2 separate regions of the Mus musculus genome follow, and region 2 is linked to region 1. A link is a contact called in public Hi-C data. All regions are on one chromosome and are shown on one strand. Each heading gives the region's core, a stretch centred on a gene start, on an enhancer-like site or on the middle of the called end of the contact. The rest is flanking DNA. Distances are from core to core; before and after follow the strand shown. Region 1 has its middle 110 kb from the start of 5031426D15Rik. Region 2 has its middle 430 kb from the start of 5031426D15Rik.

Evidence for each region. Hi-C and Micro-C count contacts between places; a contact is called where the count stands out from the background.
Region 2: a contact with region 1 is called in a Hi-C map of cerebellum, with 1.6 times the contacts expected there. The contact joins two enhancer-like sites. A contact is called at or near these places in 2 of 39 promoter capture datasets (the HPC-7 cell line and embryonic stem cells), 2 of 484 Hi-C or Micro-C datasets (cerebellar granule neurons and cerebellum) and 1 of 115 datasets of contacts at active chromatin or transcription factors (bone marrow-derived dendritic cells).

What each region holds. Positions count from the first base shown.
Region 1 is chr2:7,035,940-7,040,700 of GRCm38.p6, reverse strand. It overlaps a transcript of Celf2 not described here. Among named protein-coding and RNA genes, the nearest start is that of 5031426D15Rik, 110 kb to the right of the region's middle. Within about 2 kb of position 1,605, at least 4 of the 459 cell types and tissues checked have an H3K27ac peak or open chromatin away from gene starts, as enhancers often do. A contact at or near this core is called in cerebellum, where this site is marked.
Region 2 is chr2:7,357,328-7,362,512 of GRCm38.p6, reverse strand. It overlaps a transcript of Celf2 not described here. Among named protein-coding and RNA genes, the nearest start is that of 5031426D15Rik, 430 kb to the right of the region's middle. Within about 2 kb of position 2,687, at least 2 of the 459 cell types and tissues checked have an H3K27ac peak or open chromatin away from gene starts, as enhancers often do. A contact at or near this core is called in cerebellum, where this site is marked.

The sequences.
Region 1 (4,761 bases), core at 356-2,855:
GAACTCACTCTGTAGACCAGGCTGGCCTCAAACTCATCCTGTTACTTCTTAACACTTGTTTGATAGCCTGCTAACCACAGCCTGCTAATCTTCTTGCTAAGGCAAATGCTAAGTCATAAATACCAAAATATGAATGACAGATTTCTCTAGAGGACAGTGATGAAGGAAGTGAGTCAAGATGAGAGTAAACACTGAACAATGGAACTTTAAAACAGTTCTAGATGCTTCATTAAAATAAAAACAAGCATTAGTATGTGCATGCACTGGTGTGAGTGTATGCATGTGAACATGTATATGTGTGTGTATTTGTGTGAGCATACATGCACACATACATATGCATGCTCAGAGGAAAATGTGCTGGATCAACACTCTCTTTCCTCCATGTAGGGTCCAGGGGTAGAACTTAGGGCATGAGGCTTGGTGATAAGACCTGCTAAGCCATCTCCTGGACCTTCCTTTAATTTTCTTCAGAGCTTGCTCTACCAAAGAACAGTTTAGGAGCAAGTTCCTGTTGTAGGTATCATTGGTCCCAAGCTGTTAAAAAAAAATGGCGAAGGTGGGCACAATCAGCAGTGGCATTCTGTCTGTGAGGTGCTCAGAAACAGATACAATGGAAAATCTTCCCAAGGCACTTTCCAAATACCATTGGCTCCAGACAAGAGCCTATTGGCATCAGTCACTTAATAGTTACAAGTAAGACTTCAATTCTATGCAAACACAACCCAAATGCTCATGAGTCCACATAGCCTCTTCTTGGCACAAAAACATATCAAAAGGGACACAGGTTCCAAAAATAACAGCCAGAAAAAAAAAGACCAACTTTATTGGCATTATCTCATTTCAGACAAAAGCTAAATTATTTATTTCCTTCCCCTAAATTCCCCTTTCTGCATTTCTCTACTGCACAACAAACCTGAAGGCTCTCCCTGTAACTAAATTCTTAGTTCAAAACCCCATCCTCACCCATCTTCCATCTTGCTCTCAACAAACTTAAAAAGTATTTATATGTAAGCATTAAGATGTCTGAATGCAGAACACCCCCAATGTTCCAAGTATCTGTCATTTTCTCACCTCTCCTAATCCCCTGAATGGTTTAATCATATAAGGACTTGGTCCTGTGTTAGTGCACTCAAGGTGAGTTCCAGGAGAGGTGAGGAAAACAATGGACAGGATTTCTACCCAGCCTAGGTGAAGGAGTTCACACACCACACAGTGGTAACTCTGCCAGGCATACAGATTCCATGAAAATCAGCCTTCTCTTGCTGGGAAACCTCATCTCTGGGTGTCCATCAGGGTTAGACTCACATGCCCTTCTTTGGTCCCTGAATTGATACCAATTTATGCAGCTGGCATGGCGAGTGTTTGCACCGGAGGTAGCGGCCTCATGGGCTCTTGTGGCACTTGGGTGGAGGGTCTTCTGTCCCCTTCTGCACACCAACATGTCCATCTGGCACCTATTTCTCCCATCACTTCCTCCTGCCTGGAAATCTTTGGCCTTCCCATCTGCAAGTGTGATCAAGTGTAAAAGGGGATGTGGTACCAAAGTGACATGGCTGTCACCTAAGATGGGCTTCCTGCAGCTGACATGTGTACACACAACAGTGATGCCTAGCCTGCTCCTTACAGTGCACTGGCACTGGTGTGAGAGCTAAAGACAGGGGCTCAAATGATAGAATAACAGATGCTGTCACCGAAGGCTGGCAGAGCATGGAAAGATGTAAGCCTGTCATTGGCACAGACACATAAATCCTGTACAGATTGTGACCTTGAAAGGCTTAGCTACCAGACACATGATAGAACATATTCCTGACATATACAAAGAAAGGTCTGCCCATTGACTTTTCTAAAGCCAGTCTCATTAGAGAAGCACAAACAGGATGATTAAGTGAAAACCAAGTAATTCTCATGACAGCAATGCCCAAATCTGTACCAGGGAGTCATGAGATCCTTGGAGCTTTTCATCAGAATTAACACCCAACAGATTCTACAGTAATTCGAGTTTGTAGTGTCTCCTGGTTGTTTGTGAAGTAAAAGGCATGATTCTAGGGCCAAGCAAACCAGCAAAGGCCAAAAGAAACAAAAGGTAGGAAAGATGGTCAAGGGATGGCTTTAGAGAAACAGTGTAGGTATACCTAGAAGGAAACAAAAGATTCACTATCATCCTTTGGTGGGTGCTTTTTAATGTTACCTTATTAATTATTTTTCCAATGAACTGTACTAGAAAGGGGAAGAAATGGAAGCTGATATTTCAGTGAGAACTGATTGGCATGTATGACTGTGTACTTGTGTGTGGTATTATTTGGTGAGTGTGTGTGTGTATGTGTGTGTGTGTCTTTGAGACTGGGTCTCCTGTATCTCAGGCTAGCCTTAAATTCACATTATAGCCAGGGTGACTTTGAACTACTGTTTCTCCTGTCTTCACCTCTAAGTACTGGGATGACAGTCACGAACCATACCATGAACCAACCCTGTTACCCAGCTGTAATTTTTAATATTTTATACCAGACTGAATAATTTTCCCAACTAAAATAAAAAATAGAATTCAAATGTTTTGCTTTGGAAAAGAACCAGCTGACCAACACTAAAACCAGAATTCATCTACATGTCACTAGCACTTAGTGTTTTTTTAATGTTTATTTTGTCCCTCTGGATATCGAAATCCTCCAAGGAAATATCTGCAATTAGTATCTAAAGATATAAAATTGTAATTTGGGAAGGAAAAATGACCTCCATTTTCACCCAAAAGGTATTCTCTTATTTTCTGTTCTGATTACTCAAATCATTTGGTCAGATAATTAATAGAAATAGTCCTCCTATTGTATAATATTTTTATCTTGATGTTGTGAGTTGATTAACATCTTACTTAAATGCCAAGTCAGTATTTCAACTCCCATTCTTCCTACTGAGGACAGCCCTCTGCCCATCGCCAAAGGACTTACATCTGAAATATCAATCCTTTGAGCTTACCAAATCTCTTTTCATAGCTGTATTCTTATTAGCATATACTAGAATATTACATGACTACATTAGCATATACTATAATATTGCATGACCACATTAGCATATATGATAATATTGCTATAGAATCATCTTCAAACTAACAAACTGCAATTTTCTGATCTTGCACTTCCATGTCTTGAATGGGATCTTGAATATTGTACATGCACACTTGATATAATCATCTAGAAAACTGGGTCAAGAAAATAAACAAGTTTGTCTAGGCAAGTTTGTTCTTCTCCCTTAGAGCTAAACCCCATGAACATCCCAGCTCTCTGATCTACAGCATAGAAAAAGGGACATAAGTAGAGATGTAGATGAACTAACAAGAGCAAGCAAAGATTTAGGGTGTGCCGAGAAGAGGACTGAAAACAAAGTGCCACCTTTGGTGACAATCTTAGTTCCATGTGTCCTCTTCTACATTCACTACTTTCCTCTGTATTATTTATAAATGCTCAAAATTATAGGAAATACTAATTTCCCTACTCCATTGGAATGCAACCTCTGCTAAATTCTTGTTCTTCCAGTCTGTTATCACATGTGGGCACACAGTACTTGATCAACAAATGCTTGTTAAATAAATACCTTTTCTTAAACGTGCATGGGCGTTACAGCCTGTGCTTTTCAGCGAGACAATTAAATAGCTCTCTCTTTTTAATTCATTTAGGAGATTCAGAACTCCGAGAGTTTGTAAAGTAAGGAGAGATGTAATTTTTTTTTCTCCCGAGCCTTGATAAAGCACAGTATACCCAGGTACAATTTGATGTCTGATGTCGGGAGAGGACAGTGTGATCTCTTTTGTGTAATTGTTATGCGCTCACAAGTGCTTCAATAACTGCTGCTAAGTACATTGTATCCATCTCCGGCAGGCTGGCTTTCAGAGAGCTGAGCTTCCTTCAAAAGTCTCATTATTGAAATTCTCAATATTTTCCCCACTTTTGCCACATTTGTTGTTTAGCTAAAAATATAATTGTGCAGATCTGAGAGCAGGTCAGTCAGCAGTGACAGACACATTTCCCATTCCCCCAACACTGAGCAAACCACATCGCGGCTGCAGCTTTAGCATGGCCGGGGACTGGGTTTGATTATCTTGATTAAAGTCCATTTTCAGGACTTGTTAGTCAAGAATGACTTAGCATGCTTGTTTTGCTCACTAAAGGTGAGAGGTGAAACAGAGGGGCCTGGCCATTGGCCATACACCTTACCTTGCTAAGCAAATAAGGGAACAGTCTGTAACAGAGCCCATATAATGCTGTGGTAAGATGGGATGAAAGACACATATATTTAATTCTTCAACTGATAGTATCAAATCCATTTAGGAAAGCATCTCTCCACTCAGCTGCCACCTAATCAAGCAATCCTGTACACGTCAATATACACATAAACCTTGTCACCCCAGCCTAAGTCTGATTGAGGGAGCCCTCCCAGCCACACTCAGCTGCTCCTGCGTTAGGCCACACTGGTTTCTGATTCCTTCTAGAATCGTTGAAACTTGCAACAAAACACAGACTTGGGAGCCTAAAGTTTCCGTTTACCTAAAATGATCTACTTATGTCCAGTATAAATATTATCCTTACTGAAGTAGAGTTTATTTCTCCAGATCAGTTCCAAAGTATTAAGTTCCCAACCATTTTGTTCTCAGACCCCTTTATAATTTTTAAATACATGATGAGGGTTTCAAAGTCATTGTCTGTAAACATTAAGCTTATCAATATTTACTTTATAAAATGAAACAAAGGAAATGTTAAATATGAGTTAATTCAT
Region 2 (5,185 bases), core at 1,438-3,937, 320 kb before region 1:
AACATAGCTTAGTGAATTTTCATTGCTGAGTACTATCCCATGGAATGTATATTCCACAGTTTGTTTAACCATCTACTCTCTAATGCCCACCTGAGTGTGGCTAGTTTGGGATAAGTATGAAGATTCTATCAATATTCTGGTTTGGGTTTCTATATTATTATTGTCTCCATTTTTTTTGGAATAAATATTAAGCAGTACCACTTCTCAGTAGGGTCTTTGAAAAGCATAATATTTTTGAGGCTAGCTTTATCATTTCATATCCACAGCAATATATAAGCAACTTACTTTCTTTGCCTTCTTGCCAGTACTTGATTTTTCACTGTACTTTTCTTGAGTCATTCTAATAAATGTATAGTAATACTTGGATTTCTCTATGGGTTAGTGATGTAAAAAAACATTCATGTGCTTATGGGACATGTGTATGCCTTCTTCTTGTCTTTTGCCCACTGCAAAAGCATAATTGAATTTATTATTAATATCAATATTATTATTATTAATCATCTTTGTGCTTTTTATTTGTTTGGAGGAACTGGTTGGTTTGGTGTTTCTGCTGAGTTTTGAAAGTTCTACGTGGCCTTGGAGTTAGTGAAGGCTCTCTGCACTCCCCAGTCTCTCTTCTCAGCCCTCCTGATCAGGTCTTTTACAGAACAGAAATCTTCAATATTTAGAAAGTGCAATTTATCAAATCTTCCTTCTAAGCACTGTGGTTTTGATGCCATGTTTGAGACTCCATTTCCTTGCCTTGACTTCCTCTGGGTGTTCTCCCAGGCTTTACTCTAAAGTCATTGAGATTTATTTCAACACTTAACATTTTGAATTGATTTGTATGAGGTCTATTACTTAGGTTGGCCAAACAACCTTCTGCCCTCTAGTCCTTCCTTTCTTCCTTTTCCTTTCCTGTTTGCCTATAAATATGCAACTGTTCTCATGTAATTTTTGAAAAAGACAACCTCCATTGAATATTTTCATTTACCATTATAATAATCATTATTTTACTGACTTTCAAATTTTCATTACACTTATTTATTGATTTACTTGTTTTGTTATGAAGTATGAGTTTATGTGTGTGTGTGTGTGTGTGCATGTGCATACATGAGACAGAAAGAGAGAGACTGTGTGTGTGTATAGCCACAGCATATATGTGGAAGTCAAAGGAAAGCTTAGGGAAGTCAGTAGTCTATTTTCATTATGTGGGTTCTGTGGATGGAACTCCAGGCCTGAGGCTTGGTAGCATGAGCCTTAACTGGCTATGCCATTATGTCTGTCTTGTAAGTCCTATTATTTGTATTTCTTGAGATGGGGGTCTCTCTGCAGAAAATAAGATGAATATTATGGTGCTTTGTTGATAGTTCAGAGGACTGAACAGAAACGAATCATTTCTTCATGTTAGCTATTTCTCCTTCAAATTCTAAATGCCTCAATATGTCACTGAAACAAGCCCTTTTCTTTCATTTGTCAACAGCCTAGCCATTGTCACCTCCTGCTTCTATAGGACTAAATTTAAAAGCATAAAAGGAGGCATCAAGATAGATCTCACATAAGCATCCAGAAGTCCTTCAGGGAAAACAAGCTACCTACCAGAAATTCAATAAGAGTCCATCAGTTTCACAGAATTGTCCTTCCCCTTTGCTCTCAGAAAAAGACCCTCTGCCTCCACCATTCACACCTCTCCTACCCACCCTCGTAGAGATGGCATAGACAGGAACCATTTGACAAAGTGCACTGGCTGGACCTCATGCATTTGCTGGATCTACCTTCTCACTGCCAAGATGAAAGAGAATAGGCAGTCATTTCATCTTTGTGGATCAATCCCTGTCTCTGTCCTGACACTGTTTTAGAATACATCATAAGAAACCCAGTGGCCCCTGCTCATCATCTTTGAAGAAATTTAAACCCATAAGTATAAAAAACATAAGGTGAATGAAAGAAGCCAAGGAAAACCAATGGACTTTCGCTCGGATTCATTCACATCTCCTGGAAAATTTCCTCTCAGAATCTCAAGAGGCCAAGGTCATAGGTGCAGAAAAGAGACAAAACACCAGAGTTTTGAAAGCTTTCATCCCAGATGGCATGGCGTGCCTTAGCATATTCTCACACTACTTCATAGATAGGGAGAAGGGAGCTACAAAATTATGAAACACGTAGAATCCAAAATGGAAACTGAGAACTGACAAGTTATTAGTGTGGGAAATGAAGTATTAGAAAGGAAGGGGTGACGCACACATAGAGAAGTCTTCTGAATGTCTTTGAATCCAAACTTCCTCTGTCCAAATGAAGGCTGGCTTTATAAAAATATGTATTGGAGAGAAAGATGGAAGGGAGAATTATACACTAATTAGCACATTCGAAGAGTCTTTGATATTGAGAATTCCCCAATTTAGCAGAAGTTTGAAAGGGTCGAGCCCTGTTTCAGAGATTGTGTCTAATTAACTCTACAGATTCTGAATCCACACCAGACAGATAATGCTGAAAAGTGGATGTGCCCACTTTCCACAACATTTACTTTTGGTTTTGTGCAACACACAAAGGAGAGGAGAAAGAACATTTGAAAAATTAAAACAAATAAGCCCAGAACAACCTGGGAATAATATCTACATCTTGAACTGGTCCAAACTGGAACTCCTAGGAGGTGTCTGAGCTGTCTCACACAGTCAAATCAAAAATGCATGTGCCTTGCAATAGGCAGCCAAATCGTGCATCCTGCCTCCAGCAGATAAGCCTTCGAGGTTGTACAATGCTGTCTAGCAGGTAAAAGGAAAACCACTGACCCCGCTGAGCAACCTGCAATTCGGCTTGAACACGAAAATACCAGATGGATTGAAAGTGACAGACCTAATAAGCAACTTCCAGAATCTGCATGAACCTAATTGCACAAAATCCTTAGTGCAGCTGCTTCTATTTGCTTTCTCAAATCCTTAAGCCAAACAACCTACATCAGAGAGTCTCAGCATGTTCTTGAGCCACCAAAGCCATCTTAAATGGACTGTCAGGTTTATCTGAACCAAGACTCCAATTAGGAATTATTAAGGAAACCTTCCAATATTCTGAAGCAGGGAGTAATGTCAAATCAGAATACTGGAGGCATCTGTGCCTCGTGGTTTACATTCTCAATAATTTTCTCAGTCAGATTTCTTAAAATAAACACACACACACTATACATATATATATGTATGTGTATAAATATATATATATATATATATATATAAATATATATATTAATGAAATAATAATGATCAAATATCTTGAATCCCAAGATGGGAAACTGAGACCTTACTTTTACTGTGAAACATGTATTTATTCAGAATAAGCTACCACACACAAGGGCTTAAGGGTCTGTTTAATTTGATAGTCTACTGTTTTTCCTATATGCTTGATTTCCCTTTCACAAATAATGTCACGTACTGAAAGAATCAGGAGGTGGCTGTAATGAGATGGAAGGCACTGGATAGTGTTCTTTCTTCTTGAGTAAACTGTCCTCATTCTGTCATGCCTCCTTGTGACATTTGCGATAGAATGTTTTTGTGTCCCCCAAACAGATGTGGAAATCCTAAAATCCCAATCTCCGGAGTAATTCTTTATTTTTTAGGAGGGGGAGCTTTGAGAAGATGATTAGCACAAGAGAGTAAAATCCTAATGTGTGAATTTCTTGGTCTTATAAATAAATCCTGAACAGTTCATCATCTATCCCTCTATGGAGAAAGAATATAGTGAGAAAACAGCTATCTAAAACTGGATATCATTAGTTGGGCAGTGGTGGCACATGCCTTTAATCCCAGCACTTGGGAGGCAGAGGCAGGTGAATTTCTGAGTTTGAGGCCAGCCTGGTCTACAGAGTGAGTTCCAGGACAACCAGGGCTACACAGAGAAACCCTTTCTCAAACAAACAAACAAACAAACAAAAAGGCCACAAACAAACAGCAACAACAACAAAAAAAAACCTGGGTATCAGACTCCCCCAGACAGAGTCTGCTAGAGTCTAGACCACCCAGACTTCAGAGCTCTGGAGTTAAGTGCCCCTTGTGTATAAAGCATCTAGCCTATTGTAAGTTCATGTGGACCCTAATAATGTTATACTACAAAGAACTTTCTCTTTAGAGAAAGCCAGAGACTCAATTGACATTGCTTGTCATGGGGACTTTTGTTGTTTGCCACATCCTCCAAATCTGTGAGTGAAGATAAATTAATAAAAAGCAAAACAGCTCCAGCATGGCTTTGGAATTCCTCAGGCAGTCAAAGATTTAGGGATTTGGGTGCTATTTTGAATTTCTCTCTCACCATCAGCGAGCTCAGCAAGGGGTAACGCATAGAGGATGCTCTGGAAAGCAAGCATCATTACTGACCATGAATTTGGTTTGTGCAAACAAGGCCTAATATCTATAATAGTCTTGCTGTGTGATCAGTGAGGAGCCTGCTTCTGAATCTGTCTTTGCTTGTCCATTGTAGTACCTACCTATAGAACCTATCTGTTACCTGGAAAGAAATTAACCTTATCACTTTTGACTTTGTTTGAGAGTATACATGGCAGCTGGACCAGCTTACATTCCCAGCTTAGATCCCCACCTCCGCGTCAGCATGCATTGTCAGTCGTACCCCTGATCATAGTTGTTGGTACGATGGAAAGGTAACATCTCAAAGTATTTGGAACTTGCATTTGTGTGATGGCTGAGGGTTTTGAACACTTTTTCAAATATTCGTTATTTTTTTTTATTTCTTTTCTTGAAAGCTGTATGTTCAATCCATTATTCCACATATTTAGAAGTAACCAGTTTTTCCATACAGTATATTCTGATGTTTCCCCCTCCCCTAAATTTTCTTAGATCCTCCCCTCCCTCTTCCCTATCTACTCAACTCCATTCCTTCTCTCCCTTGCTCTTTCTCTCTCTTGCACTCTTGCTCTCGCTCTCTCACCCTCTTACTCTCTCTATTGTTCTCTCTCACTTTCTCTCACATACACACATACACACAGAGAAGAAATGAACACAAAACAGAATTATTTTAAAAAATTAAGAAGCACATACATACACAAAAATAAAACACATAAAAACATAATATTAGAAGCCACAATACATCAAGGAAAGATCACTAAGATAACAACTACCCTGACCAAGCAATATGAGACCAAAAACGTTTACAAAAATATCACTGAGTTCATTTTGTATTGGCATTTACCTCTGAGCATGGGGCC